Linked DNA regions of Mus musculus: region 2 is linked to region 1. A link is a contact called in public HiChIP or PLAC-seq data. All regions are on one chromosome and are shown on one strand. Each heading gives the region's core, a stretch centred on a gene start, on an enhancer-like site or on the middle of the called end of the contact. The rest is flanking DNA. Distances are from core to core; before and after follow the strand shown.

Region 1 (4,020 bases), core at 1,085-3,584:
TCAACTAGGCAATTCAGTTTGGAATAGAAGGCCTTTAAGTGAAAGGAAACAATGCCTTTTAAGAACCACTGTGCAGTCTGGCAGTGGGGAACACACCTTTGACCCCAGCACTTGGGAGGCAGAGGCAGGTAGATCTCTAAATTGGAGGCCAGCCTAGTCTATAGTGAGTTCCAAGACAGCAGAACTACACAGAGAAACCCTGTCTAGAAAAATAAAACAAGGGCTCAAGGGCTGGAGAGATGGCTCAGTGTTTAAGATCGCTGACTGTTCTTCTGAAGGTCTTGAGTTCAAATCCCAGTAACCACATGGTAGTCCACAACCATGCATAATGAGATCTGACATCCTCTTCTGGTATGTCTGAGACAGCTACAGTGCACTTAGATATAATGATAAGTCTTTTGGGCTGGAGAGAGCAGGGGCAAATAGAAGGAGTGGGGTCGTTTGACCAGGGTGAGGAGAGGCCCTGAATTCAATTCCCAGCAACCATCTGTACAGCTACAGTGTACTCACATACATAAAATAAATAAATCTTTAAAAAAGAAAAACAAAAACTGAAAAGAAACACTTCATTTTCATGAGGGTGAATGACAAGAATGGAATGTCTGTTGATTGACTTGTTGATTTTATGTGAGAATTTGGCAGTAATTTAACACTCCAGAGTAAGATAAACTACAGGCAATTGCTAAGATTATAATGTTAATTTAATGACTGCCTAAACCTTTTCATTATTTTCACTTGAGTTGTTTGTCTAGTTGTTTGGTTGTTCCATTTTCTTTTCTTTGTGTAGCCTTTGCCTTCCTGGAGCTGATTCTGTAGAGTTCCAGGACAGCCTTGATTCACCTGCCTTTGCCTCCTGAGGGTTGGGATTGAAGGCCTGCACCACAGCCTGGCTCCTTTTTTCTTGATGATTTATTTTATGTGCATTGATTCCCATCTTGCCTGAGTGTGTCTGTGTCAATGTGTCAGATCCCCTGGAGCTGGAGTTACAAACAGTTGTGAGCTGATATGGAGGTGCTAGGAATTGAACCTGTGTACTCCAGGGTCCCTGGAAGAGTAGCCAGTTCTCTTAACTGCTGAGTTACCTCTCCAGCTCCTGTTTTTTCGGTCTAGCTCTTTCCTTTCCTTCCTTCCTTTCTTTTTTTAAATAAACGATTTATTTTAATTTTATGTGTATTGGCATTTTGCCTGCCTGCATGTCTGTGTGAGGGTGCCAAGTCACTTGGAGCTTGGTTACTGCCATGAATGAACTGCCATGCTAGTGCTAGGAATTGAACTGGGTTCCTCTGAAAAAGCAGCAATACTCTCAACTACTGTGCCCCTTTTCTTTTCTTCCTTTCTATATTTTTTTCTTTTTTCTAAAATATTGTGATCTAGCCCAGACTGGCAAGGAACTCACAATTTCCCAGTCTCTCTGCCTCCTCAGGGCTGAGATTACAAGGTGCAGTAGGCCTGGCTTTAAAATCTTTAAATTGAATATACTATTAATTGTTGATTTGGTTAAGGCCCTGAATAGATTTCATTGCTGTTCAAGCATAATTCACTGCAGAAAAGTAGTTCTGTAACATGCTGAAGGGTCATCTTTTAAACAAGCATTAACAGACAGCATTCTGCAGCAAGCACATACGGTTTTGTTTCGTGCATGGCATTCAGAACAAACACAAATTCTTAGGAATATTGTAATTTGAAATATGGGTCAGACAATATGATCTCTTTTTTGCAGGGTTATCCTCACGTGGGTTGGTGCTGTGACCCTTTTACATTTGGCATTTAAAAAATTCTTTGGCCATGTTTTTTAAATTTTATTTACTTATTTTTATATGTGTATGGACAATTTGTCCTAATTTTTTGTCTCATGCGATCTGAAAACGGTTTTTAAAACACTGTAAACTAAATAAACTAAATTGAGTTTTCCTTTCTCCCGCCTCAGAAAGTTGTTTTAGAACACAGTAGGGTTCATCCTTAGGATACTAAACTTTAGTTATGATTTACATAGAAAAGTCCACTTAATTTTCACTTTCAGTGTTTAATTATCATGGATTTAACTCTGGTAACTTTTGAAGAAATTTTACAATCCCTATCTCTACTTGGTTTTATTTTGGCTAGTTCACAACCTATCTACCTCACCTCCATACTTCGTGCCCCCCTCTTCCCCCACCCAGAGTCCTAGCACCGCCTACCAGGGAGGTACAAATCACGACCACTGGGGCTGATGGACTGACTGGCCAGCAAAACCTTAAGTCTCGAGGCTGTCACTGCTGGACGCTGTCAATTGGTCCAGAGTGAAGGCGCGGAACCAATAAGAATCGAGGTTCTCAAGCGCTTGGAGCGCGCGGGAAAGAGACCCATTTAAACGGTGGCGGGAACATCATTTTCGGGTTCTTCTCTAATTGAGACATCTGCAGTTGGGGTGACGGTGAAAGTTGTCTCTTCTTGTGTGAACATGGTGCGGACCAAAGCAAACTACGTTCCAGGAGCCTACAGAAAAGGTAAATGATGCAGCGAGGTGGCAGGGGGTTCCCTAGGCAGCCTGTCCAGGGGTGGAGACGCCCATGGCTGCCTCCCATTGAGCAGCTAGAAGGCAGGCTCCCGGCCCTCACTGCTAATAAGCTGCAGAGAACAGGCAAGGTCGTTTGCTGCTGTTCATCTCCCTCCTCTTTACTGGCCTGGGACTGTTGTAGAACAAAGCTCGGGGATCCGAACCCTCCTGCCTTTTCTGAACGCCCCTATTTATCTCTCTCTGCAGCGGTGGCTTCTCAAGCCCCTAGGAAGGTGCTTGGCTCCTCCACCTTTGTCACCAATTCTTCAAGTTCGTCGAGAAAAGGTAGGAAGGGTCGTGGAAGCTTCTGAAGTAACACCCCGAGAGCATCAGGCCGGGCAAGGCAGTACTAACCTGTGTGGTCCTGACCCGCGGTGGATTTATTTTTACTTAGTTTCCTTCCTCTGGAATTTGTTTCCGTTGACATTCTCACACCTAAATTTCTTTCTCGCCCTCTAAGGGAGCCTTAGTCTTTCAGCAGGCTTGGATGGGGGTGAGGGTCCAATGGAAAATTCATGTCTTGGTGGTGAGGGGCAGTATATTTTTAAACTTTTTTTTTTCTTTTCTGAATGGTGTTTTAAAAATTGTTAACAGTTACTATTTTCTTGGAGGCTACTTAAGTGTCTCCTCATTAGATTTATGGTGATGATTGACTGTACTACCGCGTTTCCGGTTGGGGGATGTATGTGAGTGTCTGTTTGACCATGCATGCAATCTTTGGGAACTGAACCCTGGGCCTTCCTTGCCCATGTTGAACAAGTACCCTACCGCTGAGCTAACCACACTGCCCCAGATTGGTTTGCTTTTGTCTCTGCTTTTCCCTCCTCCTCTACTCCCCAGTTCTTCCCCTATCCGACCTTCCTTTTTAACTCTCTCCTCCCTTTTGTTCTCCCTCCTTCCCTCCCTTTTCCTTCTTCCAAGGTCTCATGTAGCCCAGGCTGGCCTCAACATTTTTATGTACAAAGAACACCTTTGAACTCCAGATCCTTCTGCCCTCCATCTCCCCACTGCTGGAATAACACACACACACACACACACACACGTTCTCATGTAATTCAGGGTAGCCCCAAACTTGTTACGTAGCTAAAGCTGGCCTTCAACTTCTGATCTCTCTGTCTTTAAGATCTTCAATTTAGGGGATTAGCAGGTCAAACTTGGGTTTCCAGGATTGTAGGTGAGATTCACCATTCTCCTGTTATATTTTTTAAAGGGGCAATTTTCTCTGAATTTTGATTTTACATTCCTATATTAAAATATAACCAGGAATGGTATTTTTCTTATGCAAAGGAGCCAGCAGCTTTGAAAAGTAGGATTTACTCTTATAGAAAGCTTAACATTTCCCCTTCCCCAGGTATTGGGGATTGAATCTATGGCCTTGGGCATTTCAGGCAGAGTCCATTGCTGAACTGTGTTCTTAGCTCTATCTGTAATGGGGAGAGGGCTTGGGATTGGAGTTTCAGTAACCTGCCTGCGTTGGCTTTGTG
Region 2 (4,020 bases), core at 749-3,248, 1.1 Mb after region 1:
TCCGGACCTTCGGAAGAGCAGCCTGGAAGAGCAGTCAGGTGCTCTTACCCACTGAGCCATCTCACCAGCCCAAGAGCAGATTCTTTATGGAGATTCACTCCCTTGGTTTGCTGCTTGTACCAACCTCCCACATTCCTTGACTCGATGTCTCCTTCCTCCATCTTCAACGTCAGTAGCAATGTCTGCTGTGGTGTTAGCACACACCTGCATCCCAGCATGCTGGACACTAAGGCAGTAGAATCAGGAGTTTGAGGCTATCTGAGGCTATATAGCAAGACCCTATCTCCAAAAATCAAAACCAAAACAAACACCGCCAACCCCCACCGCCATCCCCACCCCCACCCTATTATGGTGAAGAAACTTCATGGCCAAGGCAACTTCTAGATGGAAAGGTTTATTTAGGTTTATGGTTCCAGAACAGTAAGAATCCATCACCATCATAACACGGATGTGTGGCACCAGGTAGGCATGGCAACGGGAGCAGCAAGCTGAGAGTCACATTTTAAAGGACAAGCGTGAGGCAGAGAGCAAACTGGGAATGTAACTCTTTTAACACCTCAGAGCTGGCTTCTAGGGACATATTTTCTGCAATGAGGCCACACCTCCTAAGCCTCCTAAGCCTAAACCGCACCAACTGGGTCTCAAGTGTTCAAATGGCAGAGACTAGGGCAGGCATCTCATGCAGACTGCAGCCTTAACTGTACTCGTCAAGTAACCACAGACCATGGACATTGAGACATTGGAACTTCTAGGACCATTATTTTCCCCGTACACACATAATAATTTACATAGTTATCTATATCACCATATTTAGTATTGACTTACAGTTTATTCATTTTTGGTGTTCCAGAGATGGCCCCATATGGCTGAAGATGATCTTGAATTTCCAACCCTCCTGCCTAAACCCCAAGTGCTGGATTATAATAAGTGTGCCCCATACCCCTAGATGTATCCAGTGCTGGAAATCAAACTCGGGGTTTCTTACTTACTGGGTGAGCACTCCTCCATGAGGGAATGCGGTGTTTTAATTTTCTTCTGCTTTATGCAAATTGAGTATTATACATCTTTTTTTTTTCCCCAAATTGGTAGGACAGTCTTAGGGTCAAGCTTATAAATGGTGTATGTGTGTGTGTTTAAGCCAGGGGGTCAATATCAGGTTTCTTTCTTAGGTGCCACCTACCACGTTTTCTGAGACAGAGGCATATCAAACACAGCAGCAAATGGGATTTGTTTAAAAAACTATTTCAGAGCAAAGCAAACCGGAGGTGAAGCCTATCCGGTGCAGAACTTCAAGTCTCACTCCTTAGAAGGCACAGACACAAGACTAGAAGTTTGTTTCACAACCCGTCAGTGGGATCTTTCTAGTTAAAAATTATTTATTTAGTGGTGTTAGGGATTTAACCTAAGGCTTCATGAAGGCAAGGCAAGCATGCTATTAGCTGAGCTACACCTCCAACCCCAAAATCAGATTTTTAAATTTAATTATGAGTGTGTGTGTGCGCGCGCGCGCATAGGGAGTGCAGTGCCATAGAGATCAGAAAAGACCTGCAGATCTCCCTGGAGTTGAGTTTGAGGCAGTTTCGAACCGCCCAGCTCGGTTCTGAAAACCAAACCCAGATCGTCTGCGGGAGCAGTACACAGTCTTAACCAACACACACTCTTAAGCGCTGAGCCAGCCCCCTCCCAGGCTCGCCTATGGTGTTTGTAATACAGCGAAGAACAAAGATTATTGTTCCGTGTGTCCCCCTGTCCGCTGCCCCGCACAATGAACAGGGGAGACCAGGCTAGTTGCAGCCTCGGGTCTGGTTTCCCTCTAATGCCTAATGCCCGGGCCTCCGAAGCCCGGCCTGGGTGCAGGGCGGAGTCGGAGTTTAACGCAGAAGCCATTTAAATGTCCCTCATTGGACTTGGCCCGGCGGTCAGGGCGGGAGCCGTACCACTGAGACGGGAGCCTAGAGCGGTCGCCCCCGCCTCCACTCCTCTCCACTCCTCCCCGCCGCCTCTATCCCGGAAGTTGCTGAGGGGCGCTCGAAAGCGAGCAGTTCGTCTCGGCGACCTGGAGCGGCCGCGCTTGCGGAGCCGTCACCATGCCCGTAAGTTTTTGACTTTGGGCTCGGGCTTGCTTTCCTTCAGGCTTTCTGTTAGTCTGGCGCCTCGGCAGGCGGCTAAGCCCGCGGCGTCTCTTGCTCCTGCGGGCCGAGGCATGGCGGGCTTGTTGAGACTTGTCCGGGCGACACGGCGCGGCATGGCGTGGCGGGCCCTGTCCGGGCTCGCGTGAGTGGCCAGCCCGTGGGGTGCAGCTCCCAGCTCACCATGGGCTTCAGGGTCACTAACGGGCCTCGCAGCTTCCGACACGTTCACTCCACCCCGGGCGAGCATGCCGCAGCCCTGTGCTGGCCATTGGATGTGGAGCCCCGGGGCTGAGGTCATCCCGGCCTTGTTCTGATCTGCTGCGCTGCGGCTTCGGGGAGGCCCGAGCCAGACGCTGGTTTTTACTTAGCTTTGATGGCTACCCAGCCAAACGACAAAGGGGTTCTCTCTCCCATATGCTGCCCGAGCGCTGTAAAGTGCCAGGAAAGGACTGGCAACGTGTGGGTGAAAGTGGTCCTATCTTGAAAAGTTAGGGTCTTAAGTACCCCCTCTGCGGAGTGTGCCTGTTGCTCCTGCTTTGCGTTCCTCGTGTGATTCGGGCTGCCACCCGTGTACTGTGACTCCAGTAGTAACAATATGTTTCCTTCCACAGCTGGCTAGAGATCTGTTACACCCTTCCTTGGAGGAGGAGAAGAAAAAACATAAGAAGAAACGGCTGGTTCAGAGCCCAAATTCTTACTTCATGGATGTGAAATGTCCAGGTATAAAATTTCAAATTTCCCTGTCCTAAAGGACGTTTCAGGAAAGATTCACACTTTAATAAGTCAGGATCCACTGTTGACTAGAAATGACATTACAGAATTGTCATAAGGGTCATTTTAAAGAAACATACTCAAACCTTTGTAGAAACATATGGGAGCCAGGTAAAGGATACGTTGACTTAAGTCTTTAACTTAAGATGATCATTAAGATGATGAATTTTCTTTTTTGCAATGCAAATAAAATATATGTTGATTCTTCATTCTCAAACTGCTGTCTGATGTGTTTGCTATACCATATGTGTCTGTTTAGTACTTAACATGTGGAAATGGAAACAGAATTTAAGAGTAAAACACTACACTGAAGCTATAACTTGAAACAGATGACATGTCTGTTACATGCTGAAATGTTAACGGTTCTGGAATACTAAATTTAATGTTTCACCTTAAAAAAAACAAGTGACTTCTAGAATAATTATTGTTTACAGAATTTACAGGAAATTCTGTTAAACTTAAGTTCTGTTAAAACATCACTTAATATATAAATGACAAGTACTTTACATGCTATCAAGAAAAATGAAGAGCTGGGGCTGTGTTTTCATCTGCTTTTCAAGTTTTTAATGTATGGTTCCCCTTCCTTCCCTTTCTAGGTTGCTACAAGATTACTACAGTTTTCAGCCATGCACAGACTGTGGTTCTTTGTGTGGGTTGTTCAACTGTGTTGTGCCAGCCCACAGGAGGAAAAGCCAGGCTCACAGAAGGTATGGCTTTTTTTTTTTTTTTTTTTTTTTTTTTTTGGTTTTTAGAGACAGGGTTTCTCTGTGTAGCCCTGGCTGTCCTGGAACTCACTCTGTAGACCAGGCTGGCCTCGAACTCAGAAATCCGCCTGCCTCTGCCTCCCCAGTGCTGGGATTAAAGGTGTGCGCCACCACTGCCTGGCTGGTATGGCATTTTTAAACCTGGTAATGAGATTTTAAATGTTTTATTGTGGGCTCTTTAAAGAGTCCCCAGTTCGGGGTTAGGGAGATGGCTCCAAGGTTAAGAGCACTGACTCCTCTTTGAAAGGACTTGAGTTCAATTCCCTGTACCCACAGCTCACAACTATCTCTAATTCTGGTTCCCAGGATTCAGCACATAGACATACATGCCATACATATGAAATAAAAATAAA

The links. HiChIP or PLAC-seq counts read pairs in DNA pulled down with a chosen protein or histone mark.
Region 2: an H3K27ac HiChIP or PLAC-seq map of embryonic stem cells shows a contact between it and region 1, with 3 times the contacts expected there. The contact joins the promoter of Rps27l here to the promoter of Pclaf in region 1. A contact is called at or near these places in 2 of 39 promoter capture datasets (3T3-L1-derived adipocytes and pre-B cells), 1 of 484 Hi-C or Micro-C datasets (B cells) and 3 of 115 datasets of contacts at active chromatin or transcription factors (embryonic stem cells and pro-B cells).

Annotation. Positions count from the first base shown.
Region 1 is chr9:65,887,989-65,892,008 of GRCm38.p6, forward strand. Pclaf (PCNA clamp associated factor) reads left to right here and starts at 2,335. Exons shown (of 4, transcript NM_026515.2): 1 at 2,335-2,486; 2 at 2,744-2,821. The coding sequence starts at 2,441. The region is part of intron 1 of Trip4 (thyroid hormone receptor interactor 4); the gene reads right to left.
Region 2 is chr9:66,944,088-66,948,107 of GRCm38.p6, forward strand. It overlaps Rps27l (ribosomal protein S27-like), which reads left to right and starts at 1,999. Exons shown (of 4, transcript NM_026467.5): 1 at 1,999-2,093; 2 at 2,744-2,852; 3 at 3,500-3,610. The coding sequence starts at 2,088.